Regions from separate parts of the Gossypium hirsutum genome. Here region 2 is linked to region 1. A link is a contact called in public Hi-C data. All regions are on one chromosome and are shown on one strand. Each heading gives the region's core, a stretch centred on a gene start, on an enhancer-like site or on the middle of the called end of the contact. The rest is flanking DNA. Distances are from core to core; before and after follow the strand shown. Region 1 holds the start of LOC107948857 (heme-binding-like protein At3g10130, chloroplastic). Region 2 holds the start of LOC107948869 (mRNA-capping enzyme).

Region 1 (4,610 bases), core at 593-3,092:
TTATCCATTAAGATTATAGATATGTTAACCCTATTCTTGTAAATGTATTAAGAACCATAGGTGTTAAATTCCAACGATAAGACACCTGAATGAACCAACACAGGCAATGAACATGTTACTAAAACAGCAGCAGTGGATCTCAGCATGGAAAAATGTCTTCAATCCTTATAAAAGGAAGTTCAGAGAGATAACGCAGTTTGTAAAGTAGCATCATAGACCCAATGAAAGCATATCCACAAACTCATTCAGCATCGATTAACAACTCAAGCAAGGGATTCAATTTAACCAAACAATGTAGTAACATAGAAAAAAAAATTCAAGGTTAAACAGGATCTCAGTATGTGATTAGTGTTATCTTCATTTCCTTTTAAAGAAAGGGCTATCAGATAGATAACGCAGAATAAAATTTAACATCTTTGATCCATAAAACCAAAACCCAGAAAGGGAAAGGGTTGAAAACGAAGCATCTCAGATACAAAAAATTGCCCACTTTGTTTCTTCACTGACAATCGAAGTGCAAGGATAACAATTTAATTATCTCCTCATCGATATGAAAAAAATAGGTGCAGCAAATAAAAACATATAAACCATCTGGAAACAGAAATTCAGATTGTTGTGTTAAAAAGACCAGTTTTGTTTCAGAAAAAGTACCTTGAAACACTGGTAACCCTAGGTATGCCCCTTATATATTGATTAGAATTTAGAGCAAAACCCTAAGATATTGAACCAAGGTGGCCTTAATAGTGAATGAAAGCCTTTTCTATAAAAGCCCCATATATTTTATGGGTTTCTGGACCTATTTTCTATGTTATTTGAAACGTATTATGGAACTCAACAATTCCGAAGTTTTCGGGTCTTGGGCTATTGGCTGTAATCCAGTACTGATGCTGCTCTTGTATTGTTTTCAAGAATAAAAAATGCTTTGATTTAGCAGATTATTGGGTGTAATTTATGTCATTCTGAGCCCATCCATGGCTGAAGGCAATTCTGCAGTACAGTGCAAGTTTATACAACATTGAAATCAAACCTGTCACTACTTTCGTTTATGTATTTTTGGATAAACTACTCTAATTTTAAATTTTAGTCACTTAATTTTAAAAAGTTACGAAATGATCATTAAATAATTTAGAAATTTTTATTTAAGTCATTGAGTTATTAAAATTATTGTATATGGCATTCTCTGTTTGCATTATCTGCATTAATTGAAAGCTCTCATTACTCTTCTATTTTACAATTCAATTTTTTTTATAAGACAATTTTGAACATCATAAATCTACGAATCAAAATCTAATTAGCTTTTCCAATTTTCGACATTGATTGTTAGATCGATTTGGGTCTAAGATATGTTATTCTAGTTGTTGATGGATTTTACCATATCAATCATTAAATCGTCGCTTAAAGCTTGTTAACTGGACTTTTAAAAAAATCTCAGTAACTTAAATAAAAATTTTAAATAGTTTAATGATTATTTTATAAATTTTTGAAGTTAAGTAATTAAAACTTAAATTTATTAATAATTTGGTGAATTTTTTTACATGAGATGAAGATTGATGGTATACTCTATAATTTTTATCAAGGCTTAGCTTGAGAAACCGTAAGCCCATAGTCTCTCCACTGATTGAGGTCGTGGATAAAAGAAGTCCACTAGTTCATCTCCAAATTCGTACCACAAAATCAAGGACAACTGTATATGGAGTCTTTACCCCTTCCCCTAGTAATGGCATTATTTGGATTGAACAATCTAGATTTCAGTGGCCTTCGTCTGGTTATAAAAGATTGTGGCTTGAATCCTCAAGTTCAATCCAAAAAAAGTCTTTTCTAAATCCAACTTGTTTCACCAACATGGGTATGGTTTTTGGTAAGATCACAGTGGAAACACCAAAGTATGAAGTGGTTCAATCCTCGGCTGACTATGAAATCCGAAAATACCCACCAGCAGTTGCAGCTGAAGTCACATACGATCCATCTCAGTTCAAGGGGAATAAAGATGGTGGCTTTTCGTTGTTGGCAAATTACATCGGTGCTTTAGGCAATCCCCAAAACGCAAAACCTGAAAAGATAGCAATGACAGCTCCAGTGATAACTAGATCACCTGGAAATGAAAGTGAAAAGATTCCCATGACTGCTACTGTGGTGACAAAGGGTGACAACAATAACATGGTGACCATGCAATTCCTATTGCCGGCGACGTATAAGACAGCGGAGGAAGCACCGAAGCCTTTGGATGAGAGGGTGGTGATAAAGGAAGAAGGGGAGAGGAAATATGGGGTGGTGAAGTTTGGAGGAGTGGCGACGGATAAGGTGGTGGAAGAGAAGGTGGAGAATCTGAAGAAAAGCTTGGAGAGAGATGGGTACAAGGTGATTGGCCAGTTCTTGTTGGCTAGGTATAATCCTCCATGGACTTTACCTGCTTTCAGGACTAATGAAGTCATGTTACCAGTCGAGTGAATGCAAAACTGTATGTTTGTTTAGCTCTTCTTTTCTCCCAAGTTTGGATTGCACAGGCTACAAAAAGAAATGGTCTTACCAGCATATGAGCCATTCTCTTATTCTATCATTTCGAGTATTGTACACACACAGGTGGGCAAAAACAGCTTATTAACATATCATCAGAGTATGTATGGATTAATTCATTCATGTCCCAAGCCATGAATTTATTCTTCATGTTGATCTCAACCAGAGACTAACTTTGATGATATTGAAAAGGATAAGTGGTAGTCTGAGGAATTGACATGCATGTATGAGCCCAACTATCTGCCCCTTGAGAGTGTTTCTTCTTCCTCCTCGAAATTCTGCTAAAGTCCATCTTCTTGGACCAAGGAACCTATCTTCATTCAGTATTGCTAATGCATTGGCAAATAGCAGCAATCCTTCTACCAATGTCCAGAACCCCATTTTCTGCACAAAATTCAGGCACGCAAGTTCAGGCCATGTAATAAACCAAGAAATTCATCTCAAAATTTACCGTAAAGTGTCAACAACAACCAAGGCTGCTCAATAACTCTCAATACATATAAAATATAGCCTCAAAATCCAATCTTAGCATGTACAACAAAAGTTGATCCTTTGATTAAAAAACTAATGATTCTGATGAACAAGCAACATGATTGATTTTACAATTAAAAAAAAAAGATTTAGTTGATATGAGGTTTATGATCATGGAATTCAAGTAAAACATACTATTCGCATAAAAAAATCTAGAATTTATTCCTGAAATTAGCTCTCTTGCTGAGAAATTCAGATTTGAGAACACAATCAGTCAAAACAGAGCATTTCCATGGAAACAGAGAAGAGAAAAAGATTGGAATTTTTCTCACTTGTGACAGGAAGCAACCCAGGAAGAAATTTTTTCAACTAGAATGCCGTACTCTTTCGTGAGATTACTAATTGATTTCATCGACCAGAAGCAGAAGATCAAAGGAGGATGGAACCAAAGCCATTTTGAAGAACAAGAGACGACTAGTAGTAAAAACAACAGGCGGTCTCAGCTTGTTGGGCCACGTATGATTCAGGGAAGCTTTTCATCTAACGGATAAGATCATCCTTGCTCACGTATTCTTTGAGCTGCTAGGCGTTGGATTTCTCCTTTCTTTTCTTACCTGACCCGAAAATTAAGGCCCATAAAACACGACCCGACAAAATTTATCAGACAGCTCAAAGGACAAGCGAAAAATGGAAGCAGTCTCCAACAACATTTGACATAGAATAATAGCATCGTGTTTAACTGTCCGCATCAATCTATAAGGCATTATTATCCACTTTTAACTGAGTACTGAGAATTAGATTGTGATTTTCCCCTTTACTCAATAAATAGATAAGTTAATCATTATATATTAGATTAAAAAGTAAATTGATTTTTTTTATTAAAAATTTTATTCTTTTTTACCATTAAAAACTTGCATTAAAGATAAAATAATCAAACAGTTACTCGTGGCAGCGTGTCACATGCATCTTACTCTGACATACAATGTTTTAATAGTAAAAATAAATGAAATTTTAAGTAATAACTAGTTTGCTGTTTGATTTAATATATAAGAACTAATTTATTCAATTTTTTTTATATAAAGAGGGGAAAAGACAATTATAGACTTCCACTATACTTGATTTTGTTCAATCACAACAAGAACCTGACAATAGTGTGAATCCTTATATCTCAAGATTCGTGAGGAAATCTCTTCATTATGGCAATGATGGACTAATTTCTGTTTGTAACCGATGGAACACGGTGTGGTAGTTGGAAGAGGTTTATGTACCGTACCTTCAATGTAGTAATTGGAATCCAGAAAGCATGGTATCTGAATTTGTTTCTGATGAATATAGATAAGAATTTATGGAGGAGGAAACGTCTGGGATTAAATGTACATATGTCTGAATATTGCTTAATTTCTGTTCATTTCATCTGGAGTGATTCTCAGTAGGCAAAGCAAGTTTCCAAATTGGGACAGCTCAAATGCATTTTAACAATAATCTTTTAAGAGAAAACGTATGGAAACGAAACTAAGAAGAAACAATAAAATCTGCTGCGGACAATTGGGAAACGATTTCCATTATGTTTTAAGATATTACATTCAAGTCTGTAAGAGGCTAATTTGGCAAACATCCCTTTTTAC
Region 2 (4,610 bases), core at 1,224-3,723, 150 kb after region 1:
AAATTATTATTTATAAACTTATTAAAAATATTTTTTTTACATTTATTTTTGTTCTTTTACTTTAAAATTATTGGGTAAACTACACCATTAGTCACTAAACTATGGGTTAGTTTTTGTTTTGGTCACTTAATTAAAAAAAAGTTACAATTTGGTCATTGAACTATTTGAAAATTTTCATTTAAGTCACTAAACTATTCAAAAGTTTTTATTAAGTCACTAGGCTATTAAGTTTTTTTATACATAAAAGTTCCGCTAGTGAGCTTTAAGCGACGATTCGACTATCAATATGGTGGATTAGTACCCATTGATGAGTAGAAGAATATACCTTAAATCTAAGTCAATCTGATGTAAGTATCGGAGATCGAAGAAAAAAGCTATTTGAATTTTGATTCACAGATTCGTGATGTCTAAAGTTATTTCATGAAAAAAAACTGAACTGTAGAAGAGAATAGGAAAGAGAGCTTTTGATTAGTGTAGGCAGTGCGAATAGAGAAAGCCATATAACATTAATTTTAACTACATTGCGACTTAAATGAAAACTTTTGAATAGTTTAGTGACCAAAACGAAAATTGACCCATAATTTAGTGACTAATGGTGCAGTTTACCTAAATTAAGTTTTAAGGGTGTTAGTTTATTGAGACCTACAAAAATAAAATTTACTTGAAAAAGAGAAATTAGTAGAAGTAGCAAGTAGGGTCATATCCACAGAGATCGACAATAACTTTATTTCTTCAAACAAAAACAATAAAAGTAAATTAAAAGGGGTTTATGAAATAGAAAAGTAAATTTAAATTGAAAACTTAAATGGAAGAAAGCAATAATTAAAAGTTTTAGAAAAATTGATGGAAAAAAGCTCTAGCCAAATAAAAATCTTTATTTGATTTATGAATTCGACATCGATGCAAAGGTGTCCTCAACGCCTTTAGTAAATTAGTTCTAGTTGCTGACTTAGCCCTAGACAACCAATTTGTCATTATCTATTTGGAACCAAGAGGTAGCTTGTTTGAGATTACTTCCCTAATCGATAAATAATCCTATAACTCAGTGCCTTGGATTTAACTTACCAACAACATTAATAATAAGAGAGACCTAATTCTAACAAACAAACTCACCTCATCAAGGTTCATTTAAGCCAAATCACACATCTAACCCACATAAACGTAAATTACGACATAAATATATAAAAGCCATCGACTAAAAACAATGGAGTTTAACAAGCCATAAAATTGAAAGAACTCAAAAAAAAAACTATTCGATCTCTAAATGGCTAAAAATCCTACCTTCCTTTTAAAATAGAGTATTTATAGTATATTTTCAACCTAAATAAGGCTACAGAAAATTGATTCATGTCATAAAAAACCACAAAATACCTTTAGTACTTTGTCAAAATGTGAAATTTTGAGTCAAAATAGGCTAGCTGGTGCTGGGACACGCGAGGTGAGACATAAGGGTGCCAAGTGGTACTAGGCCGCCGACAAAGCTTGTTCACATCTCACATTGGAGTGCTGACTAGGGTGAGGGTGCCATTGCTCGCTTGCCGGGGTGGGGGTGCTAAATTGTTGTGCCAAGGCACCAAACTCCTTGTTTTTTTGCCCCACTTTGCCTTGATTCTTCATCTGATCCTTTGATGGTCTCAAAATTTGAGCCTCAAGCTTCTATGCATCTATTTCAAGTTCAAAAACACTTAATTAGAATTCAATTATTTACAAATGCATAAAATAAAGAAAATTCACTAAAAAGATAAATAAATGCAAATTAGATTCAAAACAAACAATCGAAATTAAAATGTAATATTTTACCTAAGGATCATGTAAAATGCTAAAAGTTTGGGTCTAAAATCTGTAAAATATATCTACTTATCAAAGCAAAGTTTAAAATATTTTTAACCTATAGCAGTTTTGACTTATAGGAAGCAACTTAATTCACACTAGTATTGTAGTAATAAAAAGGTTAAAATTTGTTGTTAGTCTTTGTAGTTTGATAAAATTTAAAATTTAAGTTATGTACTTAAAAATTTAAAAATTAAGTGCTACTTTTTAATTTTTAAAAATTTCAGTCTCATAAATATTTTCTATTAAAATTTATTAACTTAAAATTTTGATTAGAACATCTTCATATGGTATGACATATGATTAACATAAAATAAATATATTAAATTGATAAATTTAGACATAAACTAATAATTTTTAAATTGAAAAAATAAAAAAATTAAATTTTTAACTTTTTAAAATAAAGAAATCAATACAAATCCATGTACTGATAACATATTTAACCTAATAATAGATTTCATATCCTATCTTTGACATCGGTAGACCACACCCATAATTATTTAATTTAATTCAAGTGAAAAATATAAATTTAATGACGATATTACCCCTCACCGAATTTTCCATTCCCATCCCAATAATGCCTCTCCCTGGGCATTTCCCTGAATAATTATTATTTTTTTCATATATTTCTCTAAATTATTTTAAAATTTTTTTGAGTAGAATATTTTATAACAATTTAATTTATCCTCCATATTTATTTGATTTCTTCCAAACTGGAATCTTGACACTTTGCTCTTCTCCTCAGTGCATCTTTGTCTCTCGGACCTGACATGGGAGCGATTTTTTAAAATTATTGATCACTATTCTCTCTCTATATCTGCTCTTTCGAAATAACCAACGACTTTCTCTCTCTAGGGTTTCGAAGGGATACTTTTACAGATACATTTCTCTTCTCCTCCGTGCATCTTTGTCTCTCACACCCCATTCTGTACCGTCCCTACAGCTTACAGAACAAGTTTCCGAGTTTATTGGATTCCGTAGGTGACGGAAAAAAGAGGACATCAGTTTATTTTAACCGCTTCAACGGCCTGTTTGATCTTCTTTTAGCTGTAATTTCACCGTAGATTACATGTTTCCAGTGAGTTTGAAGCTAATTTCGTGTTCCATTTTTTATTTATTTCTTTTTCTGGTCGACGGTTTCGTTTTTTCTGCCTGAAGGATGGAGTTGCTTGCGTATAATTAATTTGTTGGTTAGGGTATTTCGAATTGTTTTCTTACTTCGCTCACCAGTTAGACGTCGTTTGTATCTTAAAAAAATTAAGCCTGAGGCAAATAAGAAAAAGAGAAGGCAGGAAAGTCTGAGAGAAAATAGCAAAAGCTGTTAGGTAGGTTTTGTTCTTAATTTGACGAAGTAGCCATTGTATTTGTGTTTAGCATTATTGATTAGTGAATTTGTTTGCTCAAAGTGTATAACTTTTAGTTGTTTTCATTTTATTTATCTTTTGGTATAGGTTCAAAATTCATGGTGTTTGGTGTTTGGTAGATGCTGAATGATTGCTAGTATGGACTTAAATGCTTCCCCATTACCTGAAGATGAGGAAGAAATATATGAAAGACATATAGAACATTACTCCGTACCAGAAGAACACGTAGAATCTGCAGTTGAAATTTCAAGGAGGGTACGTCTGGAGTTTTCTCTTCTGGCTTTCTTTTGCTTTCTATGTAAAGGATGCATTTAATTGCTCTTGATATGTATCACTGATTGGAAATAATGCCTCCCTATTTATTTTCTCAATCCTGGTGAAATGATTTAGGCACTTCCGGAATGAAATTTTTTTTAGGCTTTGAGGGATAGACGAGATAGGCTGTAGCTAAGACAAATATTATTGGATTCATGTGCATATGGTGTGTTAAAGTTGTCTGTGTTAATGTAGTTGATTGTCTGGGTAATAGCTACTTATTCGCAAGGTAACATGGATGACTGATAACACACTGAGGCATTATCTCTTGTATATTCATTATACTAGAAAGTGTTTTCTCTTGTGCAAGGCAAATTGTTTAGATCTTCTTATATTTAGCAGATTTGTGAGCAATTGTTCCTTGCATTTTTTAAAAAATAGTTGTGTTCATAATTTTGATTGTTATTATACATGCACATTGAGGGATAGATGAGGTAGTGCTGTAGCTAAGACAAATGTTTTTGGATTCATGTGCATATGATTTGTTGAAGTTTCTGTGTTAATGTAGTTGATATTCTGGGTAATAGCTACTTATTGGCTAGGTAACATGGATGAATGATAACACACTGAGGCATTATCTCTTGTATATTCATGATACTAGGAAACTTGTTCTCTTGTGCAAGGCAATTGTTTAGATCTTCTTATATTTAGCAGAGTTGTGAGCAATTGTTTCTTGCATTTATGAAAAATCAGTTTTTTCATATTACTATACATGCACATTTGCTTCCTTTTCTTTCTGCATCTTATGCTTCTCCCATATGTTTTCTAAGTTGAGCACATCATGCTGTGTTGTATTTGCCTTACTATTGAAAAAGTTCATAATCGTTATTTCTGTGCATCACTGTTCATTCATGCATGGTAATGGAATGTGCTTCAATTAGGAACGTGAGGAAAGACGGAAGAAGTTGAAAAGAGACCGACCAGATGATCACCCAGTACATGTCTCTCAGCCTCAAGTACTTGATCACTTTTATCAAAATAGGAATCCCAAGTTTTATGATAAAAGTAGACTCCCTCCTGGTAAGATCCTTGACATTGCACAATAATTGCTCTATGTTTTCTTGTTATTGTCTATGTGAATAACATTGGTCTTCCATAACT

What was found. A called contact is a pair of places that touch in the nucleus more often than the background predicts.
Region 2: a contact with region 1 is called in a Hi-C map of leaf, with 2.1 times the contacts expected there. The contact joins the promoter of LOC107948869 here to the promoter of LOC107948857 in region 1. A contact is called at or near these places in 2 of 34 Hi-C or Micro-C datasets (hypocotyl and leaf).

The regions. Positions count from the first base shown.
Region 1 is chrA04:75,441,335-75,445,944 of Gossypium_hirsutum_v2.1, forward strand. It overlaps LOC107948857 (heme-binding-like protein At3g10130, chloroplastic), which reads left to right and starts at 1,843. Exons shown (of 1, transcript XM_016883504.2): 1 at 1,843-2,676. The coding sequence starts at 1,843. The coding sequence ends at 2,448. It overlaps LOC107948858 (protein transport protein yos1), which reads right to left and starts at 3,688. Exons shown (of 2, transcript XM_016883505.2): 1 at 3,318-3,688; 2 at 2,446-2,898. The coding sequence starts at 2,895. The coding sequence ends at 2,662. It overlaps LOC107948859 (O-fucosyltransferase 19), which reads right to left. Exons shown (of 8, transcript XM_016883506.2): 8 at 4,519-4,610. It overlaps LOC121228319 (small nucleolar RNA snoR27), which reads right to left and starts at 223; the gene lies at 132-223. It also overlaps LOC121228320 and LOC121228821.
Region 2 is chrA04:75,586,839-75,591,448 of Gossypium_hirsutum_v2.1, forward strand. LOC107948869 (mRNA-capping enzyme) reads left to right here and starts at 2,474. Exons shown (of 18, transcript XM_016883520.2): 1 at 2,474-2,908; 2 at 3,282-3,449; 3 at 4,391-4,529. The coding sequence starts at 3,321.